Regions from separate parts of the Gossypium hirsutum genome. Here region 1 is linked to region 2. A link is a contact called in public Hi-C data. All regions are on one chromosome and are shown on one strand. Each heading gives the region's core, a stretch centred on a gene start, on an enhancer-like site or on the middle of the called end of the contact. The rest is flanking DNA. Distances are from core to core; before and after follow the strand shown.

What was found. Hi-C and Micro-C count contacts between places; a contact is called where the count stands out from the background.
Region 1: a contact with region 2 is called in a Hi-C map of leaf, with 4 times the contacts expected there. The contact joins the promoter of LOC107926091 here to the enhancer-like site in region 2. A contact is called at or near these places in 15 of 34 Hi-C or Micro-C datasets (anther, hypocotyl, leaf and 2 more).

What each region holds. Positions count from the first base shown.
Region 1 is chrD04:10,992,973-10,999,558 of Gossypium_hirsutum_v2.1, forward strand. It overlaps LOC107926091 (probable receptor-like protein kinase At2g39360), which reads left to right and starts at 3,829. Exons shown (of 2, transcript XM_041091949.1): 1 at 3,829-4,327; 2 at 4,592-6,586. The coding sequence starts at 4,888.
Region 2 is chrD04:10,939,976-10,945,968 of Gossypium_hirsutum_v2.1, forward strand. No RefSeq gene overlaps it. Among protein-coding and RNA genes, the nearest start is that of LOC121216325, 4.4 kb to the right of the region's middle. Within about 2 kb of position 3,311, at least 7 of the 9 cell types and tissues checked have an H3K27ac peak or open chromatin away from gene starts, as enhancers often do. A contact at or near this core is called in hypocotyl and leaf, where this site is marked.

The DNA.
Region 1 (6,586 bases), core at 2,579-5,078, 54 kb after region 2:
TTCACATTTAAGGTAAGCAAATAAACATGCTCAAACCCATTTGGCCAATTGCCTAAACACATATCCTCATCAAGCTTGTTAATCATGTAATTCACATAAATACCATGAAACATGAATCAGCTCATCAATATTCAATTTCCACATACATGTATTTATCACTTCAAGTGTCCATGAAAATGTACATATCATATCTTTGTATTTCAATTATTTCTCATAATAATTCATCTTGAATTCATATCATCTCATATCGGAACTTTACCCGTTAAATTATTTAAAATATCGATGGATACAAGGGTAGTACACATAAAGTGTATAAAGCTGTAAATCGTCAATTCAGATTCGGGAATGCTCATACGAGCACATAAACGAGAAGCTCTCTCTCAAGTCATATAACGGGAAGCTCATGTGAGCTATGTAATGGGAAGCTTATTCGGGCTGTATAACGGGAAGCTCATAAGAGTCATATTCAGGAAGCTCATGTGAGCCAATAATGGGTAGCTCTGAAGAGCCATTAATCTGGAAGCTCAGGATAGCCATATATCGGGAAGTTCAAGCAAGCTATATCAAGAAGCTTCGGATAGCTATTAATTAGGAAGCTCACAAAGAGTCTTTAATCGAGAAGCTCATGAAGAGCCATATATTGGGATGCTCATAAGAGCTACAGTGTGACCACAACACATGCAGGATTACAACCGATCGAGATGCTCCGAAAAGCTATTAATGGGAAGCTCGCAAGAACCATATAACGAGAAGCTCGAGAGGGCCAAATATCAAGATGCTCATAAGAGCTAATAGTGGGATACTCTTTTGAGCTATGGTATGTCTACAACATATGCAGGACCACAACTAATTCGGGAACCCTGTATCCATTGAATCTCATTTATCCAAACGAGACTTATTATTTTTCGGGCATTATCGGATATGTGATCAATTTCATAGATATCGCATTTATATAATTCACATATACAACATTAAATTCAAACATATAAATATACACAATTTAGTTACACGAACTTACCTCGACAATTGTTTGTGTATGCAAAATCTACTAATCCGACACTTTTTCTATTCCACGATCTAACTCCGTTTTTAATCTATCTGGATCTATATGAATGAATTTAATATCAATTCAATACAATTCATATTCAATTCAGTCCATTTCACATCTTAGGCAAAAGTATCATTTTGCCCCTATACTTTTAATTAATTTCGATTTCGTCCCTAGGCTCGGAAAATGAAATTCATGCAATTTAATTCTTATTTCAAGCCTAGCTGATTTTTACATGTCACAATAGCAGCCCATGTATTTCATAAAATTCAAAATTTTTCCATGAATTTTACAACTTCTTAATTTAGTCCCTAAATCATAATTTCATCAAAATTCCCTTTACAAAAGTTGTTTATCTATCAACAACCTTCCATTTTCTACCATAAAACTTCATAATTCAACTATATTCATCCATGGAAAAACCCTAGTACTTTGATAACTTTGAAAATTAATCATTAAGATAGTTAAATTGAGCTATTACGATATCAGAAACATAAAAAATTACTAAAAACGGCACTTGAATACTCACCTAATTGAGCCAAATAAGCCTGCTACCTTCAAGCTCTTCTAACTAGGTTTTCCATGTAAAATAATTTGGGAAAGATGATGAAAAAGATGATATTTTGTTATTTAATCATTTATCATCTTTTATTATTTCACTTTCCAATTTAGTCATTTTCTTTATTAGATTTTCCCATGATGACTAATCATGTTTATCTACTAACTCCACTTAATGGTCTATTTGTCATATAAGGACCTCAAATTTTGAATTCTATAGCTATTTGATACATATAGCTACTAGAATCCAACTATTGCACTTTATGCAATTTGGTCCTTTCAATTAAATTAAACATGTAATCAGTAAAATTTCTTTACAAATTTTTCATACGATATTCCTATCATAATGCAGACCATGAAATAATATTAAAATAATTTTCCTTTCGGACTCGGATTTGTGGTCCCGAAATCACTGTTCCGATTTCACTGAAAACGGGCTGTTACACAATGACTCGGCCTAATATCACTCATGCAGTTCATATAGTTAGTCAATTCTTGACATCTCCCATATCATCTGATTTTTCAGTAGTTCTTCATATTCTTCAATATGTCTAGGGTACACTTTTTTATGGTATTCATTTCTTTGCTTCATCTTCCTTTGTTCTCCTTCAATACTATGATGCTGATTGGGCAAGAGATCCTACATATCAACATTCAACCACTGGTTATTGTTTCTTTCTAGGTGATTCCCTCATTTCTTGGCAAAGTAAGAAACAAACTTTTGTTGCTCGCTCTAGCACCGAATTTGAATATCGTGTTCTTACTGATGCCACTTCAGAGTTATTTGGCTACGCCGACTACTTAAAGATATGGGACTCTTGTCTCCTACTGCTACTATCCTACATTGTGATAATTGCAATGCAATTCAGATCGCTCATAATGATGTGTTTCATGAACGTACAAAACACATAGAGATTAACTGTCATTTTGTATGAAATCATGTTACTCAAGGAACTCTACACCTTGCTTTTGTCTCCACATTAGCTCAGATCGCAGACATTTTCTCAAAGACTCATCTTCCAACCATATTTCAAGACTTAGTTTCCAAACTCAAGCTACAGTCCACAGCACCATCTTGAGTTTGAGGGGGATGTTAATGTAAATCTGTATTAATCTGATTCTAGCATGCAAATTAGGCTATGATCTAGGATTTTTGTCTAGTTAGTTTCCATGTATAGTTTCTAGGTACTAGTATAAATATCTATCACTTGTACAGTAATAGACAGACAAAAATTCATTCCTCTTTCTTTTTTCTTAAGTTTATAATAGTCAAATTCAAGATTTAGATCGATCTTTGTCTTCACCCATTAACTTTGAAGGGCATAAGTTCGAGTATATCGGGTAGGCCTTTTGGCTTGGGATTTAGGTGTTGTTTGATAAAATGAAAAATTAAGTGATGAAAAAAATAAGTGCTTAAAATTTAAGTACTGAATTTAAGTCATAAAATTTGTTTGATATATTACTTAAAATTAATTGTGGAATATAACTAGATTGTTGGATAAATATAGATTTTAAATTATAAAAAATATATATTCTACATTTTATCCTTATTTTTTAAACATTTTCTCTTATTCTAAAAAAATAAAATGTAAAATTTTTATAGAATGATATAATATTAAAATAAATAAAATTTAATTTAATTAATTGAAAATATTCTCTATTAAGTGATAAGTAGCTCTTATTTACTTACTATTTTTCATATTTTTTTGTAAAACTATTCTATTAAATTGTTTTAATTTTGAATTACATGCCTAAAAATTTAAATCGATTTTCAATAAATTATGGACTTAGTAACCTATCATTGTGGATTTTAATTGTGTCTATCAATTTTTATTAATGAATTCTTCCTTTAAAAGAGATAGATTACAAAGATATTTTTATTTAAATTTAATCGTAACATAATTTTAATTTTTTATATAATTATAGTATCTTTCATAAATTATTCATAAAAATATTTTAATATTAATAAATAATTCAAACTTTGGCAAAAATATTTGATATTATGACCTAACGCATATAGCTTCAATAATATGTTTCATGTGTAACCCCGACCAATAAACATATTTAAGCATTACTAATACAAAAGAGATGCCGCAAACTTAAAATATTTATGTGAACCATTTAATTCTAAGTTTGATTTGTAAACTGTTTTTTGGTTTCCTTACACCAACCAAAGACATGGAACTGATAAACTAAAACCACCAAACGTACGACAAAGCTTTTTAACGTTATTCACGACAGGAAAGTGAGACTCAGCTGCCCTTCATAGCTGTCTTCCTCTTCCCTCTTCGACCTTTCCATTTTATATTATTTTTGAACTACAATCTTATCAACTTTCCAATCCATTTATTATTTTCTTTTCAATACCATGAACTTGTCAAACATCCCACACGTTGATCCTTAACACATTTTAATTATTTTTGGGTTTGAAGTTCGCTTTCTCGTTACCTGTTTGATTTTCTTATCTGGTGCTTTGAATAGCTACAAGTTGTGGAGCTCATGAATGTGACGGTTTTTGTTTGTATTTTCAACTTGGGTTTTTTATGCTGTTGATGTTTTCATTAGTCGGCAATCTTCTTTCAATCTTTTCTCTTTGATTAATTACTGTGTCAGGTGACGTTTTCAGGTCACCCTTTTTGTTTATTCATTTGTTCATTGGGTGTTTCTCAAATTGCTCCATCGGTGAAGTAACAACCCAGCTCTCAACTTTTTTTATCACAGGTTAGTCTGTTTTCTTTTAGTGTACTGTGCCTATATATATAGGTTACTGTCTGCTACAATTTCTAATTTTTGCTACTGGGTTCTTGACCATCTCTTGTTTTTTTCCATTTTTAATGCATTTGGTCTCTCTTGATTATCTCTAGTATTTGCCATTTCCACTGCAATCTTTGTCCTCCATTGGAGATTCTTTCATGGATAATCCTGGGAATTTTGGTTTCATTATTTGGATTTCATCCATCTATGGTTTACTTCATCTTTCACTAGGATTCAACCCTGTAGATAACTATTTGATAGACTGTGGATCCATTAAGAACATATCAGTGGGTGATAGAGTATTTCAAGCTGATAATTCCACTTCATCATATAATCTTTCAACCCCACATCAGATTTTCGCAATTTCGAGTTCGAATTCGAATCCAACCTCACTTTACTGTGATTCACCTCTGTATCAAACGGCTAGAATCTTCAACGCAACTTCCCATTACAGTTTTCCAATCAAACAACAAGGGAGGCACTGGATTCGGCTTCATTTCTTTGCTTTCGTATTCGAAAAGTTCGATATGAGCAAGGCGAAATTCTCTGTTTTCGCGCAAAACTTTACACTTCTCAGAGCTCAAATGGGGGATGGATATATTGTTAAGGAGTATAGCCTGAACATTACTTCTAATAAACTGATTCTTACTTTTAGACCTGCTGTCAATTCATTTGCTTTTATCAATGGCTTGGAAGTTTTCTCAGTTCCGGATAATCTCTTTCCGGAAGAGGTCAGAACAATTGATCTGCAAGGTGGTAACAAGATTCTACAGGAGCAAGCACTGGAGACGGTTGCAAGGGTCGATATGGGGAACACGACTGTTCTTCCTCAAAACGATACCTTATGGCGACTTTGGATCTCGGACAATGCGTATCTGATACACAATAATCTTGGATCATCGGTGTCAAATGTCTCAGCTGTGAATTTTACTGAAGTGACTGAGGATATTGCTCCTGCATCGGTATATGGCACTGCAACTATTTTGAACTCGAGTGATCCAAATCTGAATGCAAACTTGACATGGACCTTTGATGTTAACCCGGGTTTCGATTATCTTGTCCGGCTTCACTTTTGTAACATAATGAATGAACCCACTCAGCAAGCCATCTTTCTTGAAATCTTTATTGATTCACGTCATGCAGGTCACCTTGATCTTGGTTCAAGGACATCGGATGTTTTTGGTGCCCCATATTTCATGGATGTCTGCACAAGAGTATCCGGTAGTACTAAGCTTAATGTAAGTGTTGGTCCGTCTAAGCTCAATAACCCTACGGTCATCCTCAATGGTTTGGAGATCATGAAGATAAACGATGCTAGGGGGAATCTTGATGTTCCCGATGTTGTTTCCTCGGGACATTCTGAGATAAAAGTTGTAGTTATAGTTGTTATTGCTGTTGGATCGTTTGTCGTTGTTGTTTCGGTTGTGATTGTCATCCTTTTCTGCAGAAGAAGAAGAATGAAGCCAGTTCTGGGGAAAGAACAGCACTTTCTGATGAATCGGGGACAAAAAGTTCATACTACTGGAAGTACATACTCTAATGGAACTTCCATACTTTCCAGCCCAATGATTGGCTATCGATATCCTTTCATGGCAATTCTCGAGGCTACTGATAATTTCAGTGAAAATTTGGTAATCGGTGTTGGTGGTTTCGGTAAGGTTTATAGAGGAATATTGAAAGATGAAACCGAGGTTGCAGTCAAGAGGGGAACTCCTCAATCAAACCAAGGGCTTGCAGAATTCCGGACGGAGATCGAAATGTTATCTCAATTCCGACATCGACATTTAGTATCACTGATCGGTTACTGCGATGAACAAGATGAGATGATCATAATTTATGAGTACATGGAGAATGGGACACTCAAGAATCATCTATATGGCTCAAATCTTCCTAGTTTGAGTTGGAGACAAAGGCTTGAGATATGCATTGGATCAGCTAAAGGGCTTCACTATCTTCATACAGGTTCAGCTAAGGCTATCATACACCGCGATGTCAAGTCTGCAAACATATTACTCGATAAGCATTTCATGGCTAAAGTTGCTGATTTCGGACTTTCAAAGACCGGTCCTGATATTGATCAGACACATGTGAGTACCGCGGTCAAAGGAAGCTTCGGGTATCTTGATCCAGAGTATTTGACGAGGCAGCAACTAACAGAGAAATCAGATGTGTACTCCTTTGGTGTTGTCTTGCTTGAAGTCCTTTCGGGAAGGGCTGTTATTGATC
Region 2 (5,993 bases), core at 2,061-4,560:
TCATTTTATCCTAATCAATGATATTATGTCTCATATTTAATGGTAAGACAACTAGTTGGAACTCAATTCTCATTTACACCACAATCGGTAAGTCAACTACTTTGGTCACAAGATTCAAATTCAGCGTACCAAGCTAGTTATGCTGAAATTATTCAAGTAGTAGAAAATTTTTGTGCGACAAAAAATTTGTTAAAACCACAACAAATTCAAAAAATAAAAGATTTTTATAATCCAAGCTTACCATTAGAATTATATAATTTTATTAATGAAATATGGAAAACTCATATTACTCAACAAAGAGCAAACTTTAGAAGAACTCTTACTAAACTTTCACAATTTTAGTTAAAAAAACAATTAAAGAACAAAAAATTCATGAGTTATTATTAAAATTTATTTTAAATCATGATTGGGAAGAAGTAGAAATTAGTTTTTTAGATATTAATGAGATAAACAATCTTCTTGATAAATCTCAGTATTTTATTACCAGGGGAATAGGTAATCCTATTATAAATAAAATATTTAGATTATGTTTATATAATAAGACTAAAATTATATTACTTATAGAAATATTTACTAAAATTGATGGATCTATTTGCAACCAGCAAGCTCAATTTTAAAAAGCCTTTCCTAAATATTTTTTACAGACTTATATTTTTACAAATCATTTAGATGAAAAATTTCATACTATAAAATTTAGACTTAATCATGAACCATTTAATATAAGCTATATTGAATGGAGTTTTGTTAAAGAAATAACAGATCAATTTTTTTTCATTTATTAAAAGATTTTTCAGCATTTATTAAATATATGTTATTACGATTGGAAAGATTATTTCTTTTACTACTTTCATCTTGAAATCAATAGTCTTATTGGTATAGCTGAAAGAGAAAAATTTTATCAACCATATCAAATTTGGACTATCTTAAAAATACTCGGAGGAAAAACCTATCTGCAGCTACAGAAGAGAAAGAACACTTGACAAAATATGTTGACAAGTGTTACAATAATCTTGGTTATTATCAAATCCAAGCAGGAATAGATCTAATAGCCAAAGTCCAATTTCTACTTCAACAAGATTCTTATAGCTTTTGGACTGATGGACGAAGAATATTGGCATATAATGCTGGATATCACCCGGATGGTATAAATGAAGAATTCGTCAACTATTAAAAAAGGCAACTGAAATGGAGATTGATGATTTTCCTTTCCATATAATTGAAGACATAAATAATACATGGGAAAGTTGGAACTGACCAAGATTGTAAATTGATTCATTAAATTTAGATGAAATTGAAGAAATGAATCTAGACAATATCTAAGAAAGTTAGCATAAAAGACAGAGGAAGTTACGTGGAAAAAATCAACCAAAAAAAAGGCAAAAAAGGAAGCTACGTGAAAGCAACCACAACCGAACAAAAATATCATCAATCAAGGATGAGACATCATCTTTATTAGGAAACTGTGTGGGATTCAAATTTAATTAAACAAAATTCTGTATAACTCCTATAAAAAGAGGTGGAAGAAGCCTAAAAGGGGAATTCAAATTTGGAATTCAAGTTTTGCATAAAAACTTGATTCAAATTATCCTTCAAGTTACATTTCAAAAATTTTCCTTTCTCTCTTTTGTAAAATTATCCTTCAAGTTACATTTCAAAAATTTTCCTTTCTCTCTTTTGTAAAATCTTTCTTTTATTACTAGTTTCATTCTGTAACCTTACCCATCATCTGTCCTCCTGTAAATGGGTGAAGGAATGGTTTTTTTGATAAAAAATTTAATTAATTATATGATTTTTTTTAAAAAAATTTCTAATTCCCCGAGCGTCTCATCATTGTTAAAATGGGAAAGTCAAAATTATTTATTTTAAAATTATTTTATTTAAATTCTTAAAAATATAATGAGTATTTTAAATGATTTAATAAAATTGGACATGTGGTGCACAATTATTAGTCGAACTGATAAAAACTAATGGCGTCATTTAAGTACCTAAAAATGTATCACTTTGGGTTATGCTTGTTAACTTTGGATACCAATTAGATCCAAAACAATTTAAGTACAAAGTAAGTTTAAATTATCAAGTTTAGTTACACCCGTATCTATTAATCCTTTTAAAAATTAAACTCTTTTTATTTTAATAAAAACAAAATTGATTCTACTACTCAACCATTAATTTAATTACCTTTGCTCAAATTCATATAGAATTAGTATTCCTCTTAATATTATGTTTTGATCAATAAACTATAAAAATATTCTATTTGGTCATTAATGTTTATAATTGGTTCAATTTTAGTCATTTCCCGTTAAATGGTTAGTAAAAATGATAACTTAATTTTTTGGAATTTGTATAATAATACATTTAGTCTTCAATACTTATAAATTCTATTAATTTTATTCTAATTCTAAATAATTAAACAAAAGTGATCCTCTAAATTTACAACTTTTATCAGTTTGGTCCTCAAACACATTTCCATTGGGAAATGGTATTGGAATTTTTATTAATTATATTTGGGAAATTTAGAAAATCTATTTGTGAACTTTAAAGAATCTATTTGATGATGATTAATATGTAATTTTGTGTTTGATGTCAGTTCAAAAAAAAAATTTACATATTAATCAAAATTAGAAAAATACAATCCTTTAGAATAATGAGTTAACGACAACAATGTCTTTAATTCATAAAAACTAAGAAGTACTTTGGGATACCCATCTTTCTTTCATTAGTTGTAATTGTGAGAGGATTTTGTACTTTTTAAATAAAATTTAATTATTTTTCAATTTATATTTTTCAAGTGCTGTACAAAAGAGAAATAGATCTTATATTGGTTATCAATATCAGGCTAATAGTGATAAACCCCACTAATTAATAAGAATTAATAAATTTATCTCATAATAATATAAAACAGCTCTTTATTTTTTTTTTAATTTCTGATTATGTAGTTTATTATACTTTTGTAGAGCGAAATATGTGACAAGTCCTCTAACAGTCTGTAAGCGATCTTTTGCGGACCCTTGAATGACTTTGTCTGTAGATGCGATCTTTTGCGAACTCTTGAATGATTTTATCTATAAATGTAATTTTTTGCGAACCTTTGAATGATTTTGTCTATAAATGATCTGTAAATCACCATTGTGAAGCACCTCTCGTTAAGGCCATCTAAACTTAATTGTCTCGTATAGCCTCAAAGATAGAAATGTTAGAACAAGATAATCTACGACATAGGCAGAATCACGCAATACATACCATAGTGGCAACTAACCTGCAATGAAACTGATACTGGCCAACCCATACAACCTTGCAAGACATCTTACAAACTGTCGTGTAGCACTATAAGACAAAGGATGGTCTACGATTTTAACTTGAGTGTACAAGTGGGATCCTTCCATCAGCACTATCACCTTGGTCAACTTCTCCTTCTTCCTTCACCTTCCCCTCGAGGGAAAGTCTCCTTCTCTCACTCTCCTACTATCAGCTCTTCGTTTTGCTTAAGTAAATCAGTCCTCTTTTCCTCCATCACAACCTCTTTGTTGGTAATTCGTATCAACATAGTAGTTTAATTTTAATGTTTTTGAGACTTTAATTGAAAAAACCAACGATGAGCTGCATTTTCTAATGACTTCGTTAAGTATTAACAAAGTAGTTAAGATTCTTCTTCAAGAATTGAAGCTTGTTGAAGTTGTGAAATAGTTCCTGCAAAAGGAGCCGGTATGGAGTTCAAGCAAAAGGGCCAGGGCTGAGATGGGTTTTTCTTTGTGAAGCTCAAGATTTGTGATTTTTGGAGTGAGTATTTTTATCTTGGTTAAAATATGATAATAGTTCCAATATTTTTTACAAAATTTGAGATTTAGTCCATACTTTAAAAGTTAAAAATTCGATCTCTTACTTTTTCAATTTAAAAATCTTATAGTCCTATGATTATCAATTAAAATTTGCCAACATAACATGTTTACCTCTCATCAAATCATATGTCACATCACGAGGGTAGCCTCATCAACATGTTAAATTCACAAAATTTAATGAAAAATACATGATTTGATTTTCTGTTCATGGAATCAGAAACAAAAACAAGATTTGGGTCCTTTTTGAAGCTTTAAAGGTGTGCTTTATGGGTGGCGGTGCTTCTAAGAGGTGGTTTTTTGTTTGTTAAGGAGGGTTGGGAAAATGAAAGTTGAAAGCGGAGGGTTTGTCGACCATTCAAATACCAAGATTACTGTGTAGTCAATTTGATGGCTGCCGAGTGTAACTAAACTTCGAGGAGTCAAAGTCCAGAGGGGAGTGATCCAAGATCTGAGATTTTTAGCCTGTAACAATAATTGGAGTTGGGTTAGAATTTGGGTTCGTCTGCATGCCTTGGATTTTGTTTTGTTGGGCATTTGTATACAATTTATTTGGACTCCTCCTAGTTTACTAACCCTTTGGATAGTCTTTACCCAATTGGGTTTATTAATAAACAAAATTGCAACTCCAATTTTTCAATTCTCTGCTTATTAATTATTATAACTCATCCGTCACTCGTATATTTCTTTCCCAACATTTTTCATGAATAAAAATTGCAAAGTTCAAAGGAAAATTTCCACTCCCTACAATAATTTTTATATATAAAAACTAACATTAATAATTATTCCATTTTTCTTTAGTTGTGAAATATTTTTTTAAATTTGATTAAAATATTTTTAATTTTTAATTTTTGTTAAAGATATATTTTAATATTAAAATATTTATAATTACGATTATATTTTCAGTTTATGATCAAGATATGTTTGAGGACCAAATTGATAAAAAAATTGTTAATGTTAAGGGCTAAGTTCAATTATTTAGAATTAGGACCAAATTGATAGATTTTATAAGTGTTGAGGACTAAAATATTATTATACCAATTAAAAATGCCACATTATCAATTTTGTTAATGATCTAACAAAAGGTAATCGAAATCAGATTGCAAATGCTAGTGACAAAATTGAATTTTTTTTTATTTTGATAAGCAAAACAATAACATACTAATAATTGGATGAGTGATGATGTAGTTGAACCAAAGAAAACAGGGTAATTTATTTTGATTACTCAACTACTACATTTTTTGTTTTAGTCACTCAACTTTTTGAAATTAAATATTTTAATCTCTCCTCCGTTAGTTGCCTAACAGAAGTCTAATGTGGGCTTTGTTTTATTGGCCTAAAAACAAATTTAGTCCTCTAATGTTTATACATTCTATCTATTTGGTTCTAAATTTAAAAATCTAACAAATTTAGTCCTTAATATTTACAAGATTTTTCATTTTAGTCCTAATTATAAAAATACATATAATCTTAAAATTTTCAAAAGTAGACATTAAATTATTTTAAGATTTTTGTAACCAAAATCACTTTCAACGATATCTTCTACTTTTACCTTTTTTTTATTTCAATTGATGAAGATGGAAATACCAAATGTCATGGCATTGACCTGCAATCTTTCTCTAATGCTTAAGCTAGAAATGATAAAAATACGAAAATACTAGAGTTTGAAACTGGTATTATCTCTATAGCAAAAAGTTAGGTCATTGAAGTTGGTGTCATCAACCCAACCTATAACAACTCGATTTTCAGTGGTACCAAAAAATACGGTTTCGGAACCCCATTTCCGTAAATCGAGCCCATAAATATAAAATAGGAATGATTATGAAGTTAATGTAAAAATATATTAAAGAATGGTCTAGTACTTTAGCTGATAAAATAGTTAATTAAGGCTCAGGGATTAAATTATAAACGTCCAATCACTATTAAGTTTTAATTAACATGTCACACCCAAATTTCTTTAAGGACTCTAATTTAAAGGAATTTTGGGACTTAATTGAATGAATAGTGAGTTGGTGGACTCTACTAAGAATTTTGGAAAATTTTGTGATTCCATAGTTAAGCTTCAATTCTGGTTTGGTTAGATGAAATCGGCTGGTTCCAAAGTAGGAGACATAATAATTACAGGTGACTGGCTAAAACAGATTGAGAGATTGTTCATAG